Regions from separate parts of the Lathyrus oleraceus genome. Here region 1 is linked to region 2. Evidence: chromatin contacts called from public Hi-C data. All regions are on one chromosome and are shown on one strand. The core of a region is the stretch at or near the end of the contact, and the rest is flanking DNA. Distances in the headings are between cores, read along the strand shown.

What was found. A called contact is a pair of places that touch in the nucleus more often than the background predicts.
Region 1: a Hi-C map of leaf shows a contact between it and region 2, with 5 times the contacts expected there. The contact joins the promoter of LOC127106224 here to the promoter of LOC127106265 in region 2. A contact is called at or near these places in 2 of 2 Hi-C or Micro-C datasets (both in leaf).

Annotation. Positions count from the first base shown.
Region 1 is chr7:277,844,193-277,850,898 of CAAS_Psat_ZW6_1.0, reverse strand. It overlaps LOC127106224, which reads right to left and starts at 3,994. Exons shown (of 3, transcript XM_051043521.1): 1 at 3,767-3,994; 2 at 3,549-3,685. The coding sequence starts at 3,859. The coding sequence ends at 3,560.
Region 2 is chr7:277,571,577-277,578,137 of CAAS_Psat_ZW6_1.0, reverse strand. LOC127106265 reads left to right here and starts at 5,275. Exons shown (of 7, transcript XM_051043566.1): 1 at 5,275-5,428. It overlaps LOC127103420, which reads left to right and starts at 1,597. Exons shown (of 2, transcript XM_051040683.1): 1 at 1,597-1,674; 2 at 1,782-2,162. The coding sequence starts at 1,597. The coding sequence ends at 2,162.

The DNA of each region.
Region 1 (6,706 bases), core at 2,745-5,244, 270 kb before region 2:
GTCATCAATGTTAAGATTTGGTTTGCTTGGAGGATAAATTTGGCTTGGATTTGATTTGAAAGATTTTGTATGTTCGTCATCAATGTTAAGATATGGTGTGTCCTTCTCGATACATCGTTGGATGCGTGCGTTGGTAAAACCAACAAGATATTTTTAAAAATATTTTCTTGAAAAAATTAGCTTGAAAAGTATTTGTGTGTGTGTGTGATTTAGCCATGCACTTTTACAAAAATGTCCTTATGCATTACAAAGTTTTCACCAAGACTAATCGAGGTAGGACTTTCTTGTACTTCAAGACTTTGTCAGATGCGCTAGGCGGGGAAAGACAGCTAGGGCCATGTGGTAGACATACAAATATTGTTTTTTTTATGAGATATCAAGTATGGAAAAACAAGGTAGGCGCGTTAGAAACAAGAATGATCCACCTAATGAGAGGTCCAGAAACTTGCCTATATATAGGATTTTCCAATTAATTGCAAAAAGAGTTTTGCTAGATCAAGGTAGTACATAATTCTCACTTTAGTCTACAATGGGAGAATATGAGAGGGCGCATGAAGGCAAAACACTGCTCAAGTGACATGGAAGATCAAACTTCCAAGATCATCTTTGCAGGATTATCGACAGGTTACACTACAATGAGTAAGCATAACTAAAAATAGTAAAATCGGGAAAAAGAAATAAAGAGCCAAAATGCTAGATCTAGAAGAGCCTTTTGTTTCAAAACAAAAAAACTTGGTTGGAGTCGACACCACCACCAATAACTATGGAAACAACAATTTTGGCGCACCATGTCACAATAGTCCTAAACATCTAGCTCATTTATCTAGAACACAAAGGAATGTCTAACAAAGTGAAATGAAAATGAGCTTATTGCAAATTTTGATGTTAATCCTTTTGAAGGTTTCGACAAAAACAAAGTAAAAAAACACAAGTCAAGCAAACAAAAGAAAGGAACCAAAATAAAAAGGTTGTAAGAAAGTTGAAATAAAAGTAAGAGAGAATTTGAAAAGAAAAGTCATATGCTCTTTTATCTTTAGGCTTTTTGAATAATAAAACCAGTATTTTTTGTAAGCCCGTCCATGACTAATAATATATCTTGTGATACCGCTTAGATAAAAATACAAAGTGTTTCTGTAGTACAAGCAGTGTCTGGTTTTTAATGAAACAATAACCATTGAGAGATACTTAGTGAGATCATGATCCTGATAAATAATAACTTTTGGTATAGACGTATTTTAAAAATCTTAATTTGGTCAAGAAAATAATTCATCTGTATACACTATGGATACTCATGATATTGGTTACGAACTCACATTTAAAAAGAATACCATGCCATAAAACAACTTCAAAACTCTTGACCTGAGTCTGTCAACCTGTCAATGAAATATGCATTCAAAAGCATTTATGAATCATCTCATTAATTTTGTTTGAGGACAAACAAAAAGATAAGTTAGGGAGAGTTGATAAGTGTCATACTTTTGTGAAATACGCCGACACTTATTAACTTACTTTATAAGCAATCAATACAAAAACCCCTAATTTATTTATGAAAAGTGAGAAAATACCTGTTTGGACCTTTCTAGAATACAATAACTAAAAACAAATGAAAAGGATTAGAAAACCACAATTCAACGCACATAGACCTAGCCAAAGCAAAAACATGGAAGACCAGACTCGCTAGGTCTAGCCATAGGCATGCCATACAAAGGCAAATGACAGATTGCATGTCAAGATGCAAGTACTTCATGGTGAAAAAGGGTTAGCTCGATAGTCGAAGAGCAATGTGCGAGGTGAGAAAAAGCGGTTTGGGCCAGGTGGCATACATGCAAACATTGCTTGTTGAGGAAGATATCATGTAGGGCATAATAGGGTAGTTGCGTTAGGCTCAAGAATGATGCGCTTAGCGAGAAGTCCAAAAATTTGTCTATAAATAGAAATTTTTAGTTTATTGCAAAGGGAATTTTGGTAGATCGAGGTAGTATAGAATTGGAGTAGGCTCAAGAATGACGCGCCTAGCGAGAATTATAGAATTGGAGTAGACTCACTTTGGTCTACAACAGAAGAATAAGAGAGGGAATCTGAAGGTAGGAGTGTTGCTAAAGTGACGAGGTAGATCACACTTCCAAGATCAACTTCACGAGGTTACTAACAATTACAATACAATGAGTAAAGGTAGCTAAAATCTCTTTGTTGGGGTTAGATGTAGTCAATATATTCATGTACTAAATAGGTCATAGTGTTTTATGTAATCTACTCATGCTTTAATATTGATGACTCTTTAATCTTAATGCTTGTTTTAGCGTTGCTACCTAAAATTTATTTTCATGGTATGACCTGACATCGAAAGGTTTTTGTCATTACTAAATCCAATATAATAATCTACTGGATACTAGCACCTAGAGATAAGGTTAAGTTCAATATCCACAAGTACTGTAGTATGGATCAGTGTGGAGTCTTGCTGCTTTATAACTATGAGAACTTAAAACTATGTGTTGGTTAATAGTCTGATATATCGACTATTGGGTAATGCACCGATCTCACAGTGTTGAGACCGAAAGGAGATACAATGCAAGCAACATGTGGTAATATTAATAACTAAGTAGAGGAACATATTACTGACCTATGCATTTGCATGATAAATACGTAATGATGAAATCTACCCACATTAAGTTTTCTTACTACTAACATCAAAATCTTCATTTTACTTTCTGTCATTTATTTCTATGTTATTTACTTTTAAGTATAACAACAAATATACATACCTTGTCTACTTAAGATCTTAAAATGGATACGATAGTTATAAAAGTTACTTTTGCTCTGCAACGAACAATGACATCCTTACCACCATTTTGACTTAATATATGGTATTTTAATTGAATGACCAATATCTATGATTTAATTAAAAACATTTATGTGTACTTTATATATATGGTTTATTAAAAATTGACAAATTTGTAAGAAATTTACAGCCAAGTAACTTACTATCATGAGGAAGGGTTTAGATTTTGTTATTCCTAATTAATAACCATTAATCCCAAATAGCCCCTTAAGTTGGAGAATGTATGTTTAACATTTTTAGATTAACAAAAAGAGTAGAAAACAGGGGTGGTTCAAAGGCTTGGTGAGGAAATTTGCAACTTGATTCGAAGAAGTAACGGACAGGAGATGAAAAAGACCACTTTGAAGTTGTTAAAGAAAAATGTGGCGGTCAATATATAAACGTTTCGATCGTGAAGAGTAGGGATCATTGTAATATGTTGTGCTGAGCTGCTATCTAGATAAGTAAGAGATGGTTTAGAGAAAGGAATGTCTAGATCTTGGAGTAAGAACAAAAGCCATTGAATTTTACAAGTAATAGAGGCAAAAGCTATGCAGTCACCGTCTCACAGTAACTCGCGAGACAATGAGAATAATGTAGATCTCACAATTCATGAAATGAGTCTAAGATCATGGGGGCTTTGTAACAATATGACAGCATAATACAAGTAGTGTAATATAACTAATTAACCAAACATGACAACAAAGAAATGAAAGGCAACCGAACATACTCTGGTTGAAGTTATGTTTTGTCATTTTTACTAGCTTGTCTTTTAGCTCGCCTCTGTCGGGAACTGGCTGATCGTCTAAAACCTCTAATTTCTGATTCTGATTCAGATTCAATTTCATCCCAATCTGGAAGCGATTTCTGTAATAATTCAATTTATAAGATTGATAAAGAGAGAATATAACGTATACCTAATTTACGATGTTGCTTAATTATAATTACCTCTCTGATCTCATTGAAACTCACTGCATAGAAGGTTGCAACTGCAGCTGCAACGATGCCTAAAACTGGCAGAGCTACTTGCATGGCATCCATATCTCCTTGCTTTTGAGTTTCTTTTACTTTCCCAACTACATTTATGTATTATTTCTGGTGATATATATGGATAGCATTAGATAAGATAAGCTTCTGTTCTACTGTTGCACTAGATCAGATAAGATTATTAGATAAGATATGCTTTTATTCTATTTTTGCACTTTTACGGTCCAAAGTGATTGGGATTTTTATGTACAAATAAAGAACCCTCCCCACCACCGGTAACCTATTTACACATACCATAAATGTGCTTAGCGATATTTGCCAAAAATTTATTTATTGATTTTTTGTTCATATATATATATATATATATATATATATATATATATATATATATATATATATATATATATATATATATATATATATATATATATATATATATATATATATATATATATATATATATATATATATTGTAGCGTAAACTTGACGTCAATAAAATTAGAGTCATCACCACGTTTTTATTGTTTCCAAAGAAAAAGAGAAAAGTACGAACAAAACTCAAAGATAAAAAGTTTTCAAATCAAAATTAATAAAATGTTATAGATTACATGTAAGAGGGTTGATTACACATAGGAAATGTCTTAGCACCCAAAGTGTCATATGTACTCCTAGAGAGCTTTTTTTGTGTGCAAGTGATTTGGTCTAAATGATGTTTGGTAAAAAATATAGAGTAGGGGGGTGAGAAAATAGTTCATTGATTATATTTTTGTGTTTGACAAGATCTTCAATCTTATTCCTACGTACCAACATAAAAATGAGGGATCAAAACTCCGTAGTTTGTGGTAAAAATTTCAAAGAAGTTGGTGAATTAATTTTAACAAAAGTTTAAATGAAAAGGCACAAAGAATTCATTGATTATATTTTTGTGTTTGATGCCTACGTACAAACATAAAAATGATGATCAAAACCCTGTAGTTCGTGGTAAATTTTTTAAAGAAGTTGGTGAATTGATTTTAACAAAAATTTAAATCAAAAGGCACAAAAGGCCAAAGGTTTGAACGAGCTTATTAGTTTTTTTTTCTTTTTTAAAATTGAAGTCAATATGATTAAGTTCGTTTAAGTTTGATTAAGAAAAAATTTGAAAATTCATTAGCATAAGACCAAAGTTTCTAATCATTAAAACATGTCTAAGTTAGAAAACACAAATAAAGAAAGTTTTTGAAAAAAAGGATTTTTTTTTTAAATTTAAGAAGTGAGAGGAGATGAAGGGTCTATTCTAGACAAAAATAAATAAAAGTTAAGAGTTGGAAAGATCTGACCAATGTGATGCAATTCAACAGACAAGAATGTCATATAGAAACTCATTTTTCTTTGGGCTTTGTCAAGCAATAATCAATAAGCAATATCCCAGCATTATATGAGATCAATGCATCAAATAAAGATAGCCATAATATCCAAGCAAACAATCCAATAACTGACAGTCTTCAATATCTTCTAATGTAGCAGATGAAATATTGATTGATCAACTCAGAACAATCATCAGACATAGATAAAAATAACAATATAACAATAAGCTCAGAGACAGAGTAGTAGATGAATCCAAGGCATCCAAGGTCTTGCATCATATGAATGCATAGTCAAAGGTAGCTCAGTCTTAGATGTTGGCATTTGCCAAGTCCTTTAGCACAAGGAATGTTGCCTAATTCTAATTCCAAAAGTTCATATCAAATCCAACAGTCCACCAAGATGTTTTTTTAGGTTTTTTGTTGTTATTAGATGTTTTAAGGTCCTAAGATCACAACCAAAAACAAAAGCAAGCAAACAATATATACAATCACAAGATATGACTCAAATGAGCAAAATGAAAAGGACTTGAAACATAAACAAGTTGTATGAAATGCAAATGGTAATGAATGATAAAGGTACTGAAATTTAAATTGCATAAAGTAAATGACTTGAAAATAAAACATCATTAATTAAGAAGTTAGTCAATGGTTAGTCAAATGTTAGTGATGAGTTTTAATTGATTAAGTCATTCTTTGGAGAACACTCAACCATTCATTCACAAGTATAAATCCTTGAACCAAGACATCATCCATGAGAAGAGCTTCAGCTTGGATAAATCAACAAGTATGCCACTAGCTCTCATGAATGGAAAAAAGGTCAAGTTCCCACACAATGCCATGAAGAATGGGAGACTTACAATCTCACTTACTAAAATGATATGCCTTGAGGGACAAATTTAGATCTATGTTAAGCAATCGTAATTGGACTTATGTAGAAGTCACAACTATCTGAGGCCGAATAATAAAAAAATAGGTGTAAATGCATGTTAGAGATTTGGTACAAAGAACCAAACTCCTAAAACATACCACGCACTAAGAAAATGGGGGAGACCTATCTCAGTCAGACTTATGTTGATTCATCTGACACAAGGTCATTGATGAATCAACTAGCATTTAGACATTAGTGAAATCATTGGTCAATGAAGGATTGGGGAAGAATAGAGATGAAGATGAATAGAGAAAGGGAAATAGAAGCACACATTTATCATGAGAGGAATTTCATCTGATCAATACCATCCATTCATTTCGGAAGATGAAATGTACATTTAACCAATCCCCTAAATCCAATGGTATTGATCAAACAAAAGTCAAATCAACCATGATCAAGGCCCAAACAGAAAGTCAAACATGACAAGACTATAAAAATGACTCAACATAATTTTAAAACATTTAATCAGTTAAAAATCAAATCAAAAGTGAATTAAAATGTATTTAAAAATGGATAAAACCCCATGTCCCTTCAAAATACCAAATAAATGGCTAAATGATTTATCCTAGGTCAAACAAAGTCAAATGACCTTAGACAAAAAAATTCAGGATTTTTGGAAAGTCATAA
Region 2 (6,561 bases), core at 4,026-6,525:
TAACTCTCTTTGCCCTGTAAGGTGTTAAACCTTGGCTTTCTAATCTAGTTCTTTGCCTTGAGAGTCGTGGACTCTGACACATCATTCTTTGCCTTGTAAGGTGTTAAACCTTGGCGCATTCTTTGCCTTGTAAGGTGATAAACCTTGGCTATTCTATTTTGATCTTTGCCTTGAGAGTCTTGGACTCTGGCATAAGTCTTTCTTTGCCTTGTAAGGTGTTAAACCTTGGCTCTTCGATTTAGATCTTCGCCTTGAGAGTCATAGACTTTGGCATCTAACTTTATTTGCCTCGTAAGGTGTTAAACCTTGGCACATTATTTGCCTTGTAAGGTGTTAAACCTTGGCTATTCGATTTTGATCTTTGCCTTGAGAGTCATGGACTCTAGCATAAGTATCTTTTTTCCCTGTAAGGTGTTAAACCTTGGTTATCCGATTCACTCCTCCTTGAGAGTCGTGGACTTTGGCATATCTATCTCTTTTACCTTGTGAGGCGTTAAACCTTGGTTATTCAATTCAGTCCTTCGCCCTGAGATTCGTGGACTCTGGCATTTGATTATCTTCGCCTTGTAGGTGAATAACCTTGGCAAATTCAATTCTTTGACATCATCAGTTTTAAACCCTGGTAATAATACCTTGCCTAAAAGGTTGTGAACCTTGGCACTCCTTTTTCAGCCTTTAAGGGTAGTGTACCCTGGCAAATCAATCCCGTTCCCTTTTGTTTCAGTTGTAGTAGGCTGAACTATGATTGCTCTGATTTTCTCATTGCACGATGAGAATACGTAGGCACGAGGGTCCAAATCTTCCGCGAGCATACTTATTTATTATTTTTGCCTTAGGGCATTTCTCCATTCATCTCCATGATGCATTCATATTCTACCTTCATCTACTTCATGTGATACATCCTATTCTTTGAGCCAAATACAATATACATTTGAGATCCATCTTGAACCTCTTTGTGAACCAAGAGCTGATTTGTTTGTCTTGTTAGTCCTCTCGTTGCTTAGACGAACATCTCCTTACTTACTTTGCAGCCGTATACATGCAACCCTTTCTTTTCGGTTATTCCAATACAGTGTTGTAAGCCCTCACTTGTTGATTCATACCAGTTTACTCCTGGGTTCATATTTCACCCCTTGTTGGAGTTCAAAACAACATAATCCTTTGGTTCAGACTATACCTTATCACACTTCTTTTCATCTCCCGCCATTAGTTTTTCGAACTACGAAGCTCTGAATTCCTCACTGCACTATGAGGATACGTAGGCATGAGGGCCCCAATCCTCACCGAGCACTTTATCCATTCTCTTCCTTTTTCCCCATTCTTTTGCGAGTAATCTTTATATATCACACACATTCGAGTGAGAACAATCAAAATGGTTCCCATGGAGTACCATGGATATTTGGGGTGCTAATATCTTCCCCTTGCATAACCGACTTCCTTACCCAACATATCTCTTTCCCCCGGGTTTTGTCGATGTTTTCCCTTTCCTTTAGGAATAAATAAAGTTCGATGGCGACTCTGTTGTATGTTCGAGCGTGCGATACGTTCGGGTATATTCCCGCTAGCTTCAATGTTCAGCATACATCTGATGGCAATATGATTCTGGTGTGTCTCTATGTTGATGACATATTGCTAACAGGAAGCTGTTTAGATGAGATAGCTAAGTTCAAGAAGGTATTGATGAATGAGTTTGAGATGACTGATATAGGAAATATGGTATATTTTCTAGGGATGAAGATTTTGTACTCTGATAAAGGTATAATTTTTTTCATCAACTGAAGTATGAACTTGAGCTTCTGAACATATTTGAGCTAATGAATTGCAAGTATGCGATCACACCTGCTGAAATAAATCACAAGCTAAATTCTGATGTTAAAGGTGCTGATGTAGATGCTACAAATTTTAAACAGTTGGTGAGCTCATTAAGATATCTCTGCAATACTAGACCTGACATTTGCTATGCAGTTGGAATGATGAGTAAGTTTATGACCAAACCAAAGTGGTCACATTACCAAGTTGTTGTTAAGATACTAAGATACATTAAGGGGACTCGGAAGCATGGAGTTTTGTTCTCTTCTGGTGTTGAATCTGATTCAGAGCTGACATGCTATTCAAACTCTGATTGGTGTGAAGACAGAGTTGACAAAAGAAGTACTTCTTGATATTTCTTTAAGTATCTGGGAGGTCCCATTTCTTGGTGCTCCAAGCAGTAACTAGTGGTTGCATTGTCAACCTGTGAAGCTGAGTACATTGCAAGTGTTTTGTATGCTTGTCAAGCTGTGCGGATTTTGAACTTGTCGCATGATCTGAAGATAAAGGTGAGCAAGCTTGTGAAGTTGATGATTAACAACAAATTAATTATAAGTCTTGCCAATAATCTAATGCTGCATGGAAGAAGCAAATACATTGACACAAATTTTCAATTTCTGATAAATCAATTTCAAAATAGAATGCTTGAAGTTGTTCACTGTAGCACTCAAAAGCAACTTGCAGATTTGCTGACTAAAGCAATCAAGACTGGACACTTTATCCATTTAAGGGATGAATTGATGTTGTTGATTTTAGTTAGCCGAATATAAATTAAAGGATGTTGTTAGATATAATTCAAATTTATTTCATTTGCATTTAATTTAGCTTGCATTTGAATTTTATTTGAATTCTGATAGGTTATAAATCAAATATGATTTAGTTTGTAAAATGACTGATTTATAACATTTTTATAATTCTGTTAAAAATTAATTAAATATTTATTTTCTCTTTCTTCGATCTTCATCTTTTTTATTTTCAACCTTGTGTACCAAAATACCCTAAAAAATCAGGGTCGGTCCAATCATATCGGAGATCCCGTTCTAATTATAAAAATTGGCCCAATTTTTTTTTAAATACAATTATAATAATTAAAAAAAAATCAAAAATACAATTATGTATTAATTAAAAATAAATTTAATTATAATTATTTTGAGTTTTGATCAATCTTGATTTTTTTATATGTTGAGTTTTTATCATAACATTTCTTTTAATTATTGAATTTTTTTAATAACATTTTATTTATTTTTATTAATATTTATGAAAATAAAATAAAATTTTTAAAAATTAGAGTCCTCTAATATTTTGGACCATGTGCTGCAGCGCATGATGCACGCTGCATGATGCACTTGGACGGCCAGGCTTGAAAAAAACCATAGTATTTTCAAGCTTGATTGCTTTAGCTAAATAAAATTTTAAAACGTCTTCATCATGTCTAGTGGAAAAACAAATCTGATTTGAGCCAAAAAATTTGTTGGTCAATAGACCTATTTTCAATTCTAAATGCGTATCTAATTAAAAAGAGATATTTATTTGACCACTAACTATTAGTATAATTGACTAACATTCAAATTAAGAGATTGATATGTCATTTCAAAATCCGAAGAATTCAATTATTAAAATCTTATAATTTTAAAGATAAAACTTTTAATATAATTGTGTCGAAAAAATAAAATGGAATAGGATTTAGCGTATATTTAGTTCTACTTTTAAAAAAATTAGTAAAATTATCACTATAATTATAATTCAGTAGCTATCTTTGTATTTGAACTTTATTTTATTTTCCATTATAGTCACACATTGTAGTTGAATGATTTTAATATTTCTTTATAGTTTCTTCAATTTATTTCAGAAAAAAAATACTTTTAATACATTTTTATTTTAAAATAGAATTATCATCAATTTTGAAAATATTTTGAAGATATACTTAACTTTTAATCTCAAACATGATTTTTAGTTTTTACATGTTAAACTTACGTTTTAATAAATATATTAAAAAATAATTTTATATTCAACAATGGACATTTAAATAAAAATTAATTTTAATTTATTAATTTTATTTTAAAATTAAAAAAACAAACTTTTATAGAAGATGATAAAAAAAAAGTTGATTTTGTTAATGTGTTAAACGGTATTAGAAGTTTATTAGAAGTTGATTAGGGAGGTGGGTGGATAGATATAGGCTATAGCAACAGGCATGACATGTTTGGTTTCAAGAAAAGACAGTACTAGTCGTCACAAAACAAGAGGACGGTTTGGTCGGTCACTATGGCCTCCACTTTCGACCTATTACTTTTCTATGGTCCTATTCTTAGTGGGACAAATGCTTACTAGGAAATTCTAATTATTTATTTTTAATTAATATTATATATATTTTTTAAATTATTACTAATAAATCCTTATTTTTAGAAGAAGACAAATATTGTTTTTTATCAAGTAGTATGATGATTGAAAATTATTTTTTAAAACTGAATCTGATTAACTTATTAATTTTCTTAAACTTATACTAAATGAAATCATATTTGATTTATTAAAGGTGATTATGTAATTTTATTTTTACACTAGAATTTTTGTATTAAAATTAATTCAGACCACTACGCCAACATATTTATTTCTAATTTTTTACTTTTGAATTTTTACAAGCATTTTAATGTTTTCTAACACGATCTAAATGATTTTTTCTTGCTTTAGGAAAGGAACACAATCTAGATTTATTTTCTTGTACAATGACTCAATTTAAATTCTTATCATGTGAATGTTTTTTTTTCTATTTTAAATAACAAAAATAAAAATTTTAGTTTGCCTAAAAATGATTATTTTTTGAGTTGTTACGTCACGTGATTTGGTAAATACATCCCTCCTTCATAATTTTCTAGATAATAAAATATAAAACAAAGACTACCCTAACTAACAAAATGTATCTAGTCAAATTTTGAATTAAATATATTTACACTTTTAAATTATTTTATTTTATTTGATCCGAGTAAAATATTTAAAAAGTAAAAAATAATTTCATCTTTACAAAATATAATTAATTAATTTAATTATATTAACTAATTGATATCATATATACTCTCTTTTAATATTTTTTTAATAGTAAAAACACAATTCAAGACAAACTATCAGAATTTTTTTGAGTCAATATTTTTCAATATATTTGACTGTATATATATAGTAATAGTCAGTACAGCAGTACTTGGTAAAATATATTTTTCATATTTTTACTTCACTTTAATTTGTATAAAATAACTAAATAAAACACTCACAATAAAATAAAGAGGAAAAATTATATTATTTTTTATTTACATGATTTTGTTAAATGAAAAACCGGTGGCAAATGTAATCTCTAAAGTAGCGGCGTTCCTGTATGTTTATTGCCGGATTGGCTGTTACTGGGCCCCACCAACTTTTTTTCAACACATATATATATACTAATGTTTTCTTGTTTTTAAAAAAAAAAAATATAAACTCAAAAATAATATAATTCTCATTTTCTCTCTTATATACCCTTTTCTCTATATTTCTTCATCTTCCAAATTCCACCATCACTACTCTTTTTTCCCAATCCCCCATTTTTCTCTCTCACTCCACCACAAGCAAAAAAAAACCAACTTTTTCTCAGGCAAGAATTCTATCTATCTCTCTTTTCTTTTTATTTATTTATTTATCGTTATTCGTGTGTTAGATTAACCAACCATCTTATGGAAGTTCTGTATTTTCCAATACTCTTAATCTTGTTTAATTTTTATTTATTCATTTGCTTCTGATACTGATACGGATACTGTCTTTGATCTTTAGAAACTTGATTAGTATTCTGATGGATCAGAATATTGATGTGATTCATGATTATATACTTTCAACTTCAATCTTCAATAGATCAATTATAGGATCATGTTGAATCTTCATCTGTTCCTGATTTGATCGAGTTACGGTTTTGTGATTTTCTATCAGATCCATCTCTGTATAAAACTATAATCAGCAGTTTCTATAGAATTAAACTAAATTAAAAAACTTTTGATTTAATTGATTCTTTAACTATTAGTAACTTTTAAGCGTTAGGTGGAGTAGTATATATATGTTTTACTATAATATATGAGGAAGATTTTAAATTAAATTATATACTTTAGTTTTTGACTCAATAATTTTAATACTGTTTTTGTTTTTATTTTTATTTATTTACTGAATACCATTAAATAATACTGTTTTTTTTACTGAATACTTTTAATACTATTCATTGTTCTAAAAAAAACATAAAAGAAGAAACACCAGTTTTTTCTCTCACTGCCACTGTGTTTTTATGTGGAATCTTAACTCTGCCTGTGCCAGCATCGATGTTGTTGGCAATTTTTGATTCCTTAAAGTTCACAACTACCCTTATATTTTTCGTAAAATACGAATATATCCTTCACTTTTAGTACTAGACTTGTCTTTTTGGAAGAAAAAAAAAAGGGTGAGATTCCTTTTTAAAAATTTATTTAAAATTTAAAATATATTTATCATAATATAAATGATAGTAATTACTTGTTTGTTTGTTTCATCACAAAAGTAACAACGTGAAGAGCGCATATGATTTTCCATTAATTAATGAAAAGGTTGCAATTAACGCGTCAAAATAAAAGTTTATTCACCTGAATTTTTTTTTAGCGTAAATTAATATCGTTGGTTTAGAGAAAAGTGGGCCCACAGGAATTAAAGTTGATTCTTGCAAATTCCGGTTTAATTCATTTTTATTCTTTGAATGTTGATTTTTGGGTC